2 separate regions of the Sus scrofa genome follow, and region 2 is linked to region 1. Evidence: chromatin contacts called from public Hi-C data. All regions are on one chromosome and are shown on one strand. Each heading gives the region's core, a stretch centred on a gene start, on an enhancer-like site or on the middle of the called end of the contact. The rest is flanking DNA. Distances are from core to core; before and after follow the strand shown. Region 1 overlaps WFDC1 (WAP four-disulfide core domain 1). Region 2 holds the start of NECAB2 (N-terminal EF-hand calcium-binding protein 2).

Region 1 (5,541 bases), core at 2,368-4,867:
TGGAGACTTTTTTGGTTTTTGTGTTTGCTTTTTAGGGCCACACCCGTGGGGCATAAGGAAGTTCCCAGCCTAGGGGTCCAATCAGAGCTGTAGCTGCCGGCCACAGCCACAGGAACTGGAGATCCAGGCTGGCTCTGTGACCTACACCACAGCTCTCAACAATGCTGGATGCTTAACCCACTGAGCGGGGCCAGAGATGCAACCCACGTCCTCATGGATACTAGTCAGGTTTGTTATTGCTGAGCCATGAGGGGAACTCCAGGAAGTGCAATGTTAGTCAGTGGCCCAAGAGCCTTCCTGGAGAATTAAGGTCAGCACTGTGCTGTGTTCTGGGCTTTGCTTACCTGGCATTTGATGAAGGTTGTAAGAGCCATTCTTTATTGAGTGTGTCCTGTGTGTCAGGGCAAGCATTCGCCATGCGTTATCTCAGGATCTTTTGAACACGTCTCCCCAGTAGCATGCATTGTGGCTGCCCTGTCAGCCTGGGGACCATGTAGCCTGATGGCCCCCCTAGGTGTGACTGTGGCTTTGGGTCTGTTTTGTCCCTTAAGCTCCCATCCAGGCCAGGTGGAAATGGCTCTGCGGTTTGCACCCTGCCCCAAGATGCTTGCCCAGCGGAGGGGGCACTACCAGCTGCAGCAGCCAGGAGCCAGGGGTGCATCTTGTAAGGCTTAGCGTGGAATGGGCTGTCCCTTTGCAGTTAGCCTGCCCAGGGCTGCATCATCTGGGCACAGAGGCACTGTGGCAGGTGGCAGCCTGTGCCAGGCATGTTCCCTGGTCTCTCCAGGCTGGGCCTCCTCTCTCTGGTTACTTCTGTTGGCGCCAGAGTTTTCTAGTGCCTCTTTGGTTTTCTGCTAAGTTGGCAGGAGTGGGAGAGGCAGGTGGCCCGGAGCTGTGCATATACCACCCCTGTGCTCTCATCCTTCCCTGAGTCCTGAAGTCCTCACCTCATCCTGGAAGCTCTGCCCATGGAGCCCGCTTGGCTGGTGCGCAGGATGGGCCAAATGTTGGGTCTGTTTGGGTGGCCCCACTTCCTCATCCCCAGGTGGGAAGCCTCTAAAGAGTGACTGGATGCTTTCTCAGAGGGTCCCCTTGGGTTTGAGCTCTGGGTGCCCATGGCAGTCATCTGTGCTTGAATGGTCCCTGGACGACCCCTCCCTTCCCCGTCTCATGTCCCCAGTGCCCCTCGGGAGCTCCCTGGGGTCCCCTTGCAAATAGACCCCCCTGCCCTGAAATCCTGGTCTCAGATCTGTGTGGTGGATTTGTGTTCCCCCCTCCCCCAAAAGATCTGCTCGCGTCCTAAGCCCTGGGGCCTGGGTGTGTGACTTTATGTGGAAATAGGGACACGGTAGTGTGATCAGCTAAGATGGGGACATATGGGAGTGAGGGAGGCCCTTAGTCTCGTGTGGCTGGTGAGCTTAGAGGAAGACAAGAGGCACAGAACAGAGGCACGGGGAGAGGGCTGTGTGAGGCCGGAGTCAGAAGTGAGAGTGATGCTTCTCAGGCCACGTTGCTCCAAAGATCTCCAGGAACCACCAGGAGAGAGGCCTGGAACAGACACCCTCCCCTCCCCGGCCTCAGAAGGAACCAGCCCTGCTGACACCTTGACTTTGGACTTCAGCCTGTAGAGCTGGGAGATGACACATTTTCGCTGTTTTAAACCAGGCAGCCCGTGTGTGGTTACGGCAGGCTAGAACCCTCATGGAGCAGCTTCTGCAAACGGATGCAGTCAGTTCTGTTGTTTGCACCTAGCAGCCTGGTGTAGACATTTCCCAGGGGAGGAAGTCAAGGCCAAAGCAGGGAGTGGCTCACCACTGCCCCATTCCGGCCGTGGACGGGTGAAGCTGTCGTTGGGTCCTCAGAGTCCTGGAGGCTTTCCTCGCTCCCTGCAAGACCTGGGATTGTACCCCTGCAGGACTCCGTCAGCAGGGCCACCAGGATGCACATCTGGAGGGAGGGCTGCTCAGTTCCTGGCCGAGACCCTGTGGGTCCTCCCTGGGGGCTGGAGAGAGGGGACATGGGACGTCATGGTGAAGTGCTCCCTGTCGGCGGGGTCATCCCTGGGGGCCTCGTGCAGGGCCTGGCCCATCGCAGGCTCTCAGAAACATTTTAAGGATAAGAGGGGTGAGCTGGAGGGATGAGCAGAAGGAAGGAAGGAAAAGGAATGGTGTGAAGTTGGGGTTTTCTCCTCCCTGAACCTGGCTTCCTTACCTGAGATTTCAGTCCTGAGGTTAATTCCAGGTAGAAACAAATGAGGGAAAAAGCATCCAGGAGTGCTTATGGGAGAGGGAGGGAGACAGGAAAGCAGGGGGAGGCATACCTGACTGTCTGTAGCGGCGCTGGTCACGGCAACACAAGTGGAACCAGCCCGGATGTCCAGGAGCTCCGCATGGGTCCCCAAAATAGGTGTTAGCCACACGGTGGAATATTATTCAGCTGTGAAAAAGGAAAGAGGTACTGAGCATGCTACAGCCTCGATGAACCCTGGAAACATCATGCTCAGTGAAAGATGCTGGTCCAAAAAAGCCATATATCATAGGAGCTATTTGTGTGACATGTTCAAAAAGGGCAAATTCACAGTGACAGAAAGTAGGTTAGAGGGTGCTGGGGGCTGAGGTGGAAAGAGGAGGAGCTGCTTAATGAGAATAGGATTCTTCCAGTAACACACACAACATTTTTTTTAAAAAAGAATGACTGTTTGGGGTGATGTAAACGTTTTTAGAAATAGAGGTGGTGGTTGCACAATACTGTGCATTTCATCAGTGCCCTAGAATTGCACACTTGAAAATGGTGAAAATGGCAAATTTTATGTCGTATGTCTTTTACCTACCATGATAATCTTTTGAAAAAGCAGTGGGAACCTGAGGTCCCTCTTAGGATTCTGTGAAGTCTCCTGGGGAGACTTGTCTTAGCTTTGGGGGTCCCCTCCTCAGAGAGCTGGTCCCTGATGCCTGAACACCCCTTACGTCGCTTTTAAAACTTTTCGGAGTTCCCTGGTGGCCTTGTGGTTAAGCACTCGGCATTGTCACTGCTGTGGCTTGGGTTCGATCCCTGGCCTGGGAATTTTTGCATACGCCGCAGGGACTGCAAAAAAAAAAAAAAAAAAAAAAAAAAAGTTTTCACAATTTCTTGACTTCTCCTTCTTAACATTATAGCTCCCTTATGATGACCTGAATGGTTGTTTTTTTCTTATTCTGGCCTTTAGTTTCGCATCATCTGCTTTCACAGATAAACCCAAGAAAGCAATTCCTTTGCTTTTCTCTGTGCGATGTTTGGTTGATTTCTATTTGTCGCTGGTCCGGAGCTGAGCCATGTGAAGGCACGGGCCATGTCTTCTGGTTCGGTTCAGCTCAGATGCAGCCTGTGCACGGCTCATAGTAGGCCCGGGAACTGTGAGTTTACCATGAAATAAATGAATCAGTTACATGAAAGCTTTCGAAAACAGACGAAGCGGGATGGAAAGTTCTGGAAGACTTTCAGGTGCAGAGTGGGGCTCCATGGAGAGCAGCTGAGTGTGCAGCCTTGCTCTCGACATACACTGGAGTGGACTGTCGTGGTGTGAGAGCCCAGATGGCTCAGTACCTCTTCAAGAAAGTCCCATTAGCCGAGCACCAAATGGCTCCTAGAGCCAAATTCCCAGGCGTCAGGAAGTGGCATTCGTCAGCCACACTGGACTGCAAGCCCTGTGTTCCAGAGAGACACGTATTTTTAGATCTTTGACGTCCGAATTCCAGAGGAAGAGCAAGTAAAGCTTAGAGGGAATCTGGCTTTCTTCCTGCACCAAGCAAACCAGTCCTGGGCGCATTTTTATGGGTCAGGCTGTTAAGTCTCTGGAACATTCCAACGAAACAGAAAGCTCTTGCCCAGGAATGAAGGGGGTGGGCGATGCGGGTAAACTGGGGCAGCTATAGAGCCTGGATTCTTTCTCCTTAAATGGAAATGGTTTACGTTTTTTCCCTGATTATAAAAACAATGATGTTTACTGTGAAACACACGGAGACAATACAGAAAGGCATCAAGTAAAAAGCATCTAAATTTTCCCTGTAAAACATAGACTCTGTTGGGATGTGGGTGTGGGTGTGTGTGCGCGTGCGCACGTGCACCTAGACTTTTCCATGAAGCAGTTACACTCAGCTCATAGTGTTTCCTTAATGGTATTTTGCTCATATGGTTTAAAATTTTTTTTATTGAGATAAAGTTCCCATAATGTAAAATTAACCCAACAAAAGCAGTCCATTCAGTGGCATGTAGTACCTTTGCAGTGTTGTGCAACCACCACCTCTATCTAGTTCCAAAATATTTCCATCACCCCAAAAAGAAACCCTGTACCCATCAAACAGCTGCCCCCCCTCCCCTCCCCCCCAACCCCCAGCACCTTCAATCTGCTTCCTGTCTCCATAAGTTTCACACAGCTGTGATCCTCCAATATGTGGAACTTGAGTCTGGATTATTATTCATTCTGGTTTGCACTTGGCATTTTTCATCACACATGAACTATGTTCCTGTAACAGACCTGCGTCCTCTTCTCCAAGGGCCCTGTGAGGTTCCAAGGCACAGATGTGCCATTAATCATTGATCCAGCCTCCTCTGGTTGGGTATCCAGCTGTTTGCTCCGGTGGAATCTGGATTTAGACCCACGGAACTGGGCTTCCCACTGAAGCAGCCCAGAACTGTGTCCTAAGGAGAGCAGCAGCAGAATGGCTTTGCAAATCTAGAGGCTTCCAAAACTATCCCCTCAAGGAATGGAAAAAAAAAAAAATAGACACCAGGTTGAAACCTTAACGGAACCATCTTTATCCAAGTAGGGCTTTCGGCGCCGGCACGTTCTTGTCTGATCTGTACCATAAATATAAGTTCGGCAGCTGCTTTGAAGCCAGCCTGCCTTACACTCCCTGGGCAGGAATGAAAATGCCAGGTGGGCACGGTGAGTGGTCTGGGATTTTCATAAAGGATCTTGCCAGTCTGGGGAGAGCTGCCTCTTTTGTCAGAGGGATTGGACATGCTGTTATCTTATTTTTGGCTGCGTGGCATCAGAGGGGAAGGCTGGCTGCAGAGAGCAGGGGCCAGGATGAGCTCTTTCCAGAAACGTGTCCCTGGGGACAGCAGTTCCATGACTACATCCAGAGCTGGGGCTGGTCCACAGGCAGGTGGGAGGCAGGGGCATGTGAGCAGGGGGTCCCCAAGCTGGCAAAGCCACAGGAATCTCATGGGCTAGACGGAAGCAGCTCCTCAGAGCCAAGCTCCCGGGACAGGAAAAAGCCAGAGTCAGACAGACCCAGGCTTGAATCTTGCGTCTGCCGTGTGACCTGGGACAAGTGCTTTTGGTATTTCTGCGCCTGTTTCCTTGTCAGGCAAGTGGGTTAATACTATCAGTGACCTTGGGGGGTTATAGTGAGATTCAGTGGGTGAGGACCCAGCACAGCGTTGGCACACGGTGAGATCTTCGCCCATGCTGCCTACCCTACCCTCATTTGCGATCAGACTGCCCATGTTCTGAGCCTGGTGCTCCCCCATGCAGTGCCCATGTGCCTCGGTTTCCTC
Region 2 (5,735 bases), core at 883-3,382, 280 kb before region 1:
GCTGCCCAAGATGCTGTACCCCGAGTACCACAAGGTGCACCAGATGATGCGGGAGCAGTCCATCCTGTCGCCCAGCCCCTACGAGGGCTACTGCAGCCTCCCCGAGCACCAGCTGCTGCGCTTCAAGGAGGACCGCCAGGCTGTGTTCCGGAACCCCCAGGGCCTCCAGAAGGTCTTTGGCGTTTCCCTGGTGCTGGTCCTCATTGGCTCCCACCCCGATCTGTCCTTCCTCCCGGGGGCCGGGGCTGACCTCGCCATGGACCCCGACCAGCCCCTGAGCGCCAAGAGGAACCCCATTGACGTGGACCCCTTCACCTACCAGAGCACCCACCAGGAGGGCCTGTATGCCATGGGGCCGCTGGCCGGGGACAACTTTGTGCGGTTCGTGCAGGGTGGCGCCCTGGCTGTGGCCAGCTCCCTGCTGAGCAAGGAGGGCAGGAAGCCGCCCTAGCACCTGGCCTGACGTCCTCGCACCCACGCCCTAAAGTGGAGGGAAGATCCCCACGGCTCTCCTAGACAGAGAGCCGGGCCCAGGATGCCCCAGTGATGGAAGGGGGACCTCTCCTGGCAGGGGACAGGAGTGGCCATGAGCCCACGCTACAGGCCTCTCAGATGAAGCGTGGGGAAACCACAGCTGCCCAGCCTGAGGCCAGGGTGGGAACAGTGACCGCAGGCCAGGGTAGGCCTAGACCTGTAACTGGGGGTAAAAGCTGGCAGTGTGAGCTGGGACCACCGAGACCAGCTGAGCGCCGAGCCAGGAGGACTCTGGGCCCCACTCTTTCCAGAATCGGGTCCTGAATAAAACCAGCAACTGCTTCCACGCCTGTGTCTTGAGGATTCTGTGCTTGGGGAGGCCAGGTGCCTGGGATCCTGCTCTGGGAGCCAGGAGCGGGAGTGGCGGGGAGAAGCACGGGGCCATGTGGGAAGAGGTCCTGGGCCAGGGGGTTGGGGGGACAACGGCCGGATGGTGCCCCAAGTGGAAGGCCCGCTGAGTGGGAGCAGAGCACAACAGTCAGGAAAGGGTGTGTTGAAGGAATGGGTGCTGGGGAGGCTCTCCCAGCCCCCTCCCACCCCTCCCACTCTCGCTTCCAGCCGCACAGTCAGTCTCCTTTCGGTGGGTCCATCCTATTCCCCACACGTGTATCTGCCACAGGACCTTTGCATAGGGTGATCTCCAGTCAGACGCACTTTGCTCTCCTCCCTTTAACTCCTCTTCCTTCCACTCTCACAGCTTAAGGACCGCTTCCTTTAGGAAGCCGCTTCTGACACATACCGCTCCAAGGCCTTAAGCAAATCTGCATCTCAAAGCCCAAGGTGCCACCTCTTCCTAGCAGTTCGGCTTTAATTGTTCATTTATTTCTGGAATCATTCCAGATTCTGGTTCCTCGATGTGAGCGCCAGAAGACTAAGAACCTCCTCTGTTTTCCCTATTCTCAGAAGCCAGTGTCCAAACCTAGCTCTTTTAATCCTTTGGGTTAGTGGGCGGCGGATGGAGGGAAGAATGCTAGAAGTGGGAGGGGAAGAGGGTGACGGGGGTGAAGATTGGTTCTGGTCGTTGCATGAAGGGCGAAGGAGGTCTGAGGGGGCGTGCCCGGGCGTGGCGGGAAAGAGTGGGTACCAGCGGAGTGGCGGAGGAGGCCCCCGTGCGTGGGCGCTGATCCCCGGAGCGGGAGCCGGCAGAGGGCGCTCTGGGCTCGCCGGACACCGCGCTCCGGCCCCTGAGGTGGGGGGGGCACCTTCGGGAGGGAGGGCAGCTGCAGACTTTGGGGGGCTGCCCCCCGGGCACACCCCTGCAGCCAGACCCCCACGACCCCGCCCCTGCTGAGCAACCCCTTCGGCGGCCGGACCGGGGTCCAGCCCCCAGACCCCGCGCCCACACGGGCAGCACCTCGCCCGCCGCGCCCGGCCGCCGAGGGTAGGGGCGGTGACCACCGGGCACGTGGCTCGGGGTCCGGGCGGAGCGGCCCCCCCCCGCTCCAGTCCCCCGGCGCCGGCCCGTCCCCGCGTGGCCGCGGCCGCGGGGGCCGAGGGAGGGAGGGCGGGGCGCGCGGGCGGCGCCGGCGGCGCCGGGGAGAGGGTCGCGTGGGGGCGGACCGCGGACCGGGCGGGGGTCGGCGGGCTTCCGGGCGGCGGCGGCGGCGGCGGCGGGCGCGGCGCGATGTGCGAGCGGGCGGCGCGCCTGTGCAGGGCCGGCGCGCACAGGCTGCTTCGGGAGCCGCCGCCGCAGGGCCGGGCGCTGGGCGGGCTGCTGCGCTGGGTGGGAGCCAGGATGGGCGAGCCCCGGGCGCCGCTGGCCCCCGACGTCCCCGCCGCCCCCGCCGCGGACCCCGGCCCCGGCCCGAGCCCCGCCTCGCCACGCGGGGGCACCGCCGTCATCCTGGACGTGAGTACGCAGCGGCCGGGACCCCAGGGACCCCGGGACCCCTCCTCCCACGGCGGCGACCCCGACGCCGCCCTCCTCCGGACCCGCGGGACCCCCTTCTCCCAGAGCAAGACCCCCGGCCCACATCCCTCGGCTCGGCGGCCCGAAGCAGGACCCGCACCGGCCCTTCCGCGTCCCAGAGCTTTGCTCCCAGCCCCTCGGCGTCCCGGCCGGTCTCCAAGCCGGTCCAGTCTCGTCTCTGGACCGGGAGAACCCCCTCTTCTCCCACCCCTCCTTCCACTTCTCGGGATCCCCACCTGTCTGAGCCAGGACCCGGAAACCCCGCGACCACCGCCCCCCTACTTCTGTCCTGGCCAAACCCTCATCTTTTCCGCAGCCCCGCGCGTGACCCTTTGCGCCCATCCCTTCCCGAGACGGGAGCCCCTGACCGCCTCCAGCCCGGATCCCCGCGGCAGTCGCTACTTTTCTGGGACCCTCTCCCCCGCCCACCCAACCCCTAGTAGCTCTGGCCCCACCTTTCCCATCCTGGCTCTAGACTCTAAGCGCTTGCCTTCTCATCCCCAAATACCCTTTTGGCCCGGGCACCGCCTCTTGAAAAGCGAAGCCCCCTCCCATCTATCTTCTCTCCTTTCAGCGGAGCTGGCACCATCCTCCGTCTGCCCTGAGCCTGGACCGCTCTGGGCACCCCCACTCCTCTCTCAGCCCCTTCCATCCTTCCTTCCCTTCCCCACCCTCCCTCTCCTCCCTTCCCATCCCTTCTTGGGACCCAAAGTACCCCACCTCACCCTTCCACCCGCACCCCACTGTGAGCGGGAGATTCTTCAGGGTGGGTGGCTGCTGGGGTGGGAGCCATCCCCCGGGGAGTGCAGGGAGGAGGCGGAGGGGGCCTTGCCCCCCAGGTGACAGCATGGTGCTGGGGTGTGCATGTCCCACTGAGAGCCCTGTGTGGCAGGTGACTTGGGGATGGGGTGCCGGGTGCGGGCATCATGGGTTTCTGGGAGAGGTGTGTCGTGTATGTGCGTGTGGACCACACATCCCTGTGAGCGTGGGGGAGCGTGGCTTTTCCTTCTCCTTCCCTTCCTCCTAGAGCCCATAACGGGCTTGGGACGAGGGGGCTGGGCAGGAAAGGGGCGTCTGTGCTCTGACTGCCTGTAGGTCCAGTTTCCCCAAACACACGCTCACACACAGCCTGAATGCACCTGCACAGCGGTGCCCTCCCTCTCTCAAAGCCCCAGCACCGTTCACAGCTGGAAGCCCTGGGCTGCCCTCCTGGTTCTCGCAGGACAGGAGGTGGGCTCCAGAGTCCTCCAAGCTGGTCATCGGTCGGCTCTGCGTCTCTGTTTCCTCATCTGTGAAATGGGGTGACGAGCGGGTGTGAGGGGGCACATCGCGTGGTGGTGTCACTCACTTGTTTAACACCCCTGCCTGCGCAGGCGGAAAGGGGGACCCAACCTCCAGGAACCTTGCGGTCAGGAGCTGGTGTGTGGGCTGCTCAGGCTGGGGTCCTGATCACTGCTCCCCTTTCTGCCCCAGCCTCGGTGGCTCCACCCAGTGCTCCGGACTCAGGGTTCAGCTAAGGGAAGGGGGATGTTTGAGAAGCCTTCCTGAGCTGCCACTTCAGTTTGTCACAGCCCCAGGTGCCTGATAAGGGATGCTGCCGGTTGCTTGGAGGGACTGGGAGGGGCCGGGAAATGTGTCCCTGAAGGCATGATGGTCACACACTGCGGGCGGGTGGTGGCTCCCCTCCTCCTTCCATCAGCAAGGCTTACCTTGTCCCAAAACACCAGGAGGAGGAGTTACCTGGTCTCAGCTGAGGCTGGAGGGGGATTGCCCCCCCCACCTCCCCTGAGGGAGTAAGAACCTTGCACCTGCACCTGGATCCAGCTCCTGGCTGCCTGCTCCTACCCACTTCCTCACCCCCTCCCCAGATAATTCAGTCCCGCCCTGAGTGGTCCAGGCTTCCAGGCTCCCTTAGCAGACACCTCTGTTCAGACTTAACCCAACCTCCCTGGAGAAAACCTGGCTTCCTAGGGTAGTGGCTGCATCCATGGGGCAGGAATTCTGCGTGTATGTGACCGAGTGTCCCCCAGTGGGTGCAGCGCGTGGACCCTTGGCTCTGGAAGCACTCCCGCAAGCATGTGATGGGTGTGCGCCTGTGTCCGTGCGCATGTGTGCGTGTGTCAGCCCGGCTGTGGGCAGGCTGGCGGCACAGAGGGAGGGTGGGCGGCTGCTTCCGTGTGGGTGTTGGCGGGGAGGGCCTCTGCCTGCAACACCCTCCCCGCCCCTGGATCCCAGCAGGGGTCTCGTCCCCAGGAAGGGAGGAGGGGCCCAGGTTCCCCCAGCCCACCGGGGGGTGGAGCTGTCAGAAGCCAATGGAGGGTGCCCCCCCCGGGGGGGGGGGGCTACGCTGACTTGACCTCTCTTCTCTGCAGATTTTCCGCCGTGCGGACAAAAATGGTGAGTTTCCTCCCCAGGCTGTCCCACATGAAGACCTGGCTCCTTCTGGTTGGGAGAGCGGGCCTCGGAGGGTGCCTCTGCTCCGTGCCTCTTATCTTACGACGGGACTCCCATAGTTCCTCTTAGTAGGGATGCCATGTAGACTCCGTGAGCAGGTGTCTGTGATGCCAGGGGACCTGCTCAGCGTGCTTTAACCTCGTGCAGTGGGGCTGGCCCAGAGCAGCCCAGGCCGGGGCCCAGAAAGCCGCCAGCCTCTCTCCAGGCCCTTCCTAGGCCCTGGCACACTTCCTCCTCACAGCCACCTGATAGAGTTGGTGATGTGGCCCCTGTTCTTTCAACTCTGTTGTGGCCCAGAGAGGTTCAGTGACTTGCCCAGGGTCACCCAGCTGCTTGAAGGCAGGCTTTATGGACCCCCCCCTGGAAGCTTTTCCGCAGGTCATGCAGCCTCCCCAGCAAGGTGAACCACAGTCGTTGTGGCCAGTGAATTCAGGACGTGCCACTCCTGACCTCCTAGAGATGCTCCACCCTTGACCTTCCAGGGAGGCCAAAGGGTGACAGGGCTTCCTGAGACCCACCTGAGCCTGTGGCCACAGAGAGCATTCCAGCTTTTGTATAAATACCATGGTCATTTTTCTCGGGCCTGAAGCAGCTCTCCGTGGACTGTAACCAAGGCACGTTCCTTCTCCAGGCCTCAGTTTCGCCATCTGTAAAGTGGCGCGATAACACTTACCCTGTCTACTTCCCCGGGCTGTGGGGAAAACGCAGCGAGGAGACGTGGGTGGCAGACTTTTCAAAAGAGAGGCAGGCGGTGCTCAGAGTTTATTTGTTCCTTCCTTGAGAAGATACTGCATATCAAGGCCCGTGCTGGTGGGGATGGGAACAGGGGTGTGGGCTG

The links. Hi-C and Micro-C count contacts between places; a contact is called where the count stands out from the background.
Region 2: a contact with region 1 is called in a Hi-C map of liver, with 2.9 times the contacts expected there. The contact joins the promoter of NECAB2 here to the enhancer-like site in region 1. A contact is called at or near these places in 4 of 47 Hi-C or Micro-C datasets (epiblast stem cells, heart right ventricle, liver and 1 more).

What each region holds. Positions count from the first base shown.
Region 1 is chr6:4,354,962-4,360,502 of Sscrofa11.1, reverse strand. All of the region lies in intron 1 of WFDC1 (WAP four-disulfide core domain 1), which reads left to right. Among named protein-coding and RNA genes, the nearest start is that of WFDC1, 7.4 kb to the left of the region's middle. Within about 2 kb of position 3,617, at least 26 of the 83 cell types and tissues checked have an H3K27ac peak or open chromatin away from gene starts, as enhancers often do. A contact at or near this core is called in liver, where this site is marked.
Region 2 is chr6:4,637,847-4,643,581 of Sscrofa11.1, reverse strand. It overlaps NECAB2 (N-terminal EF-hand calcium-binding protein 2), which reads left to right and starts at 2,132. Exons shown (of 17, transcript XM_021093738.1): 1 at 2,132-2,383; 2 at 4,816-4,840. The coding sequence starts at 2,159. OSGIN1 (oxidative stress-induced growth inhibitor 1) reads left to right here. Exons shown (of 6, transcript XM_021093739.1): 6 at 1-820. The coding sequence ends at 451.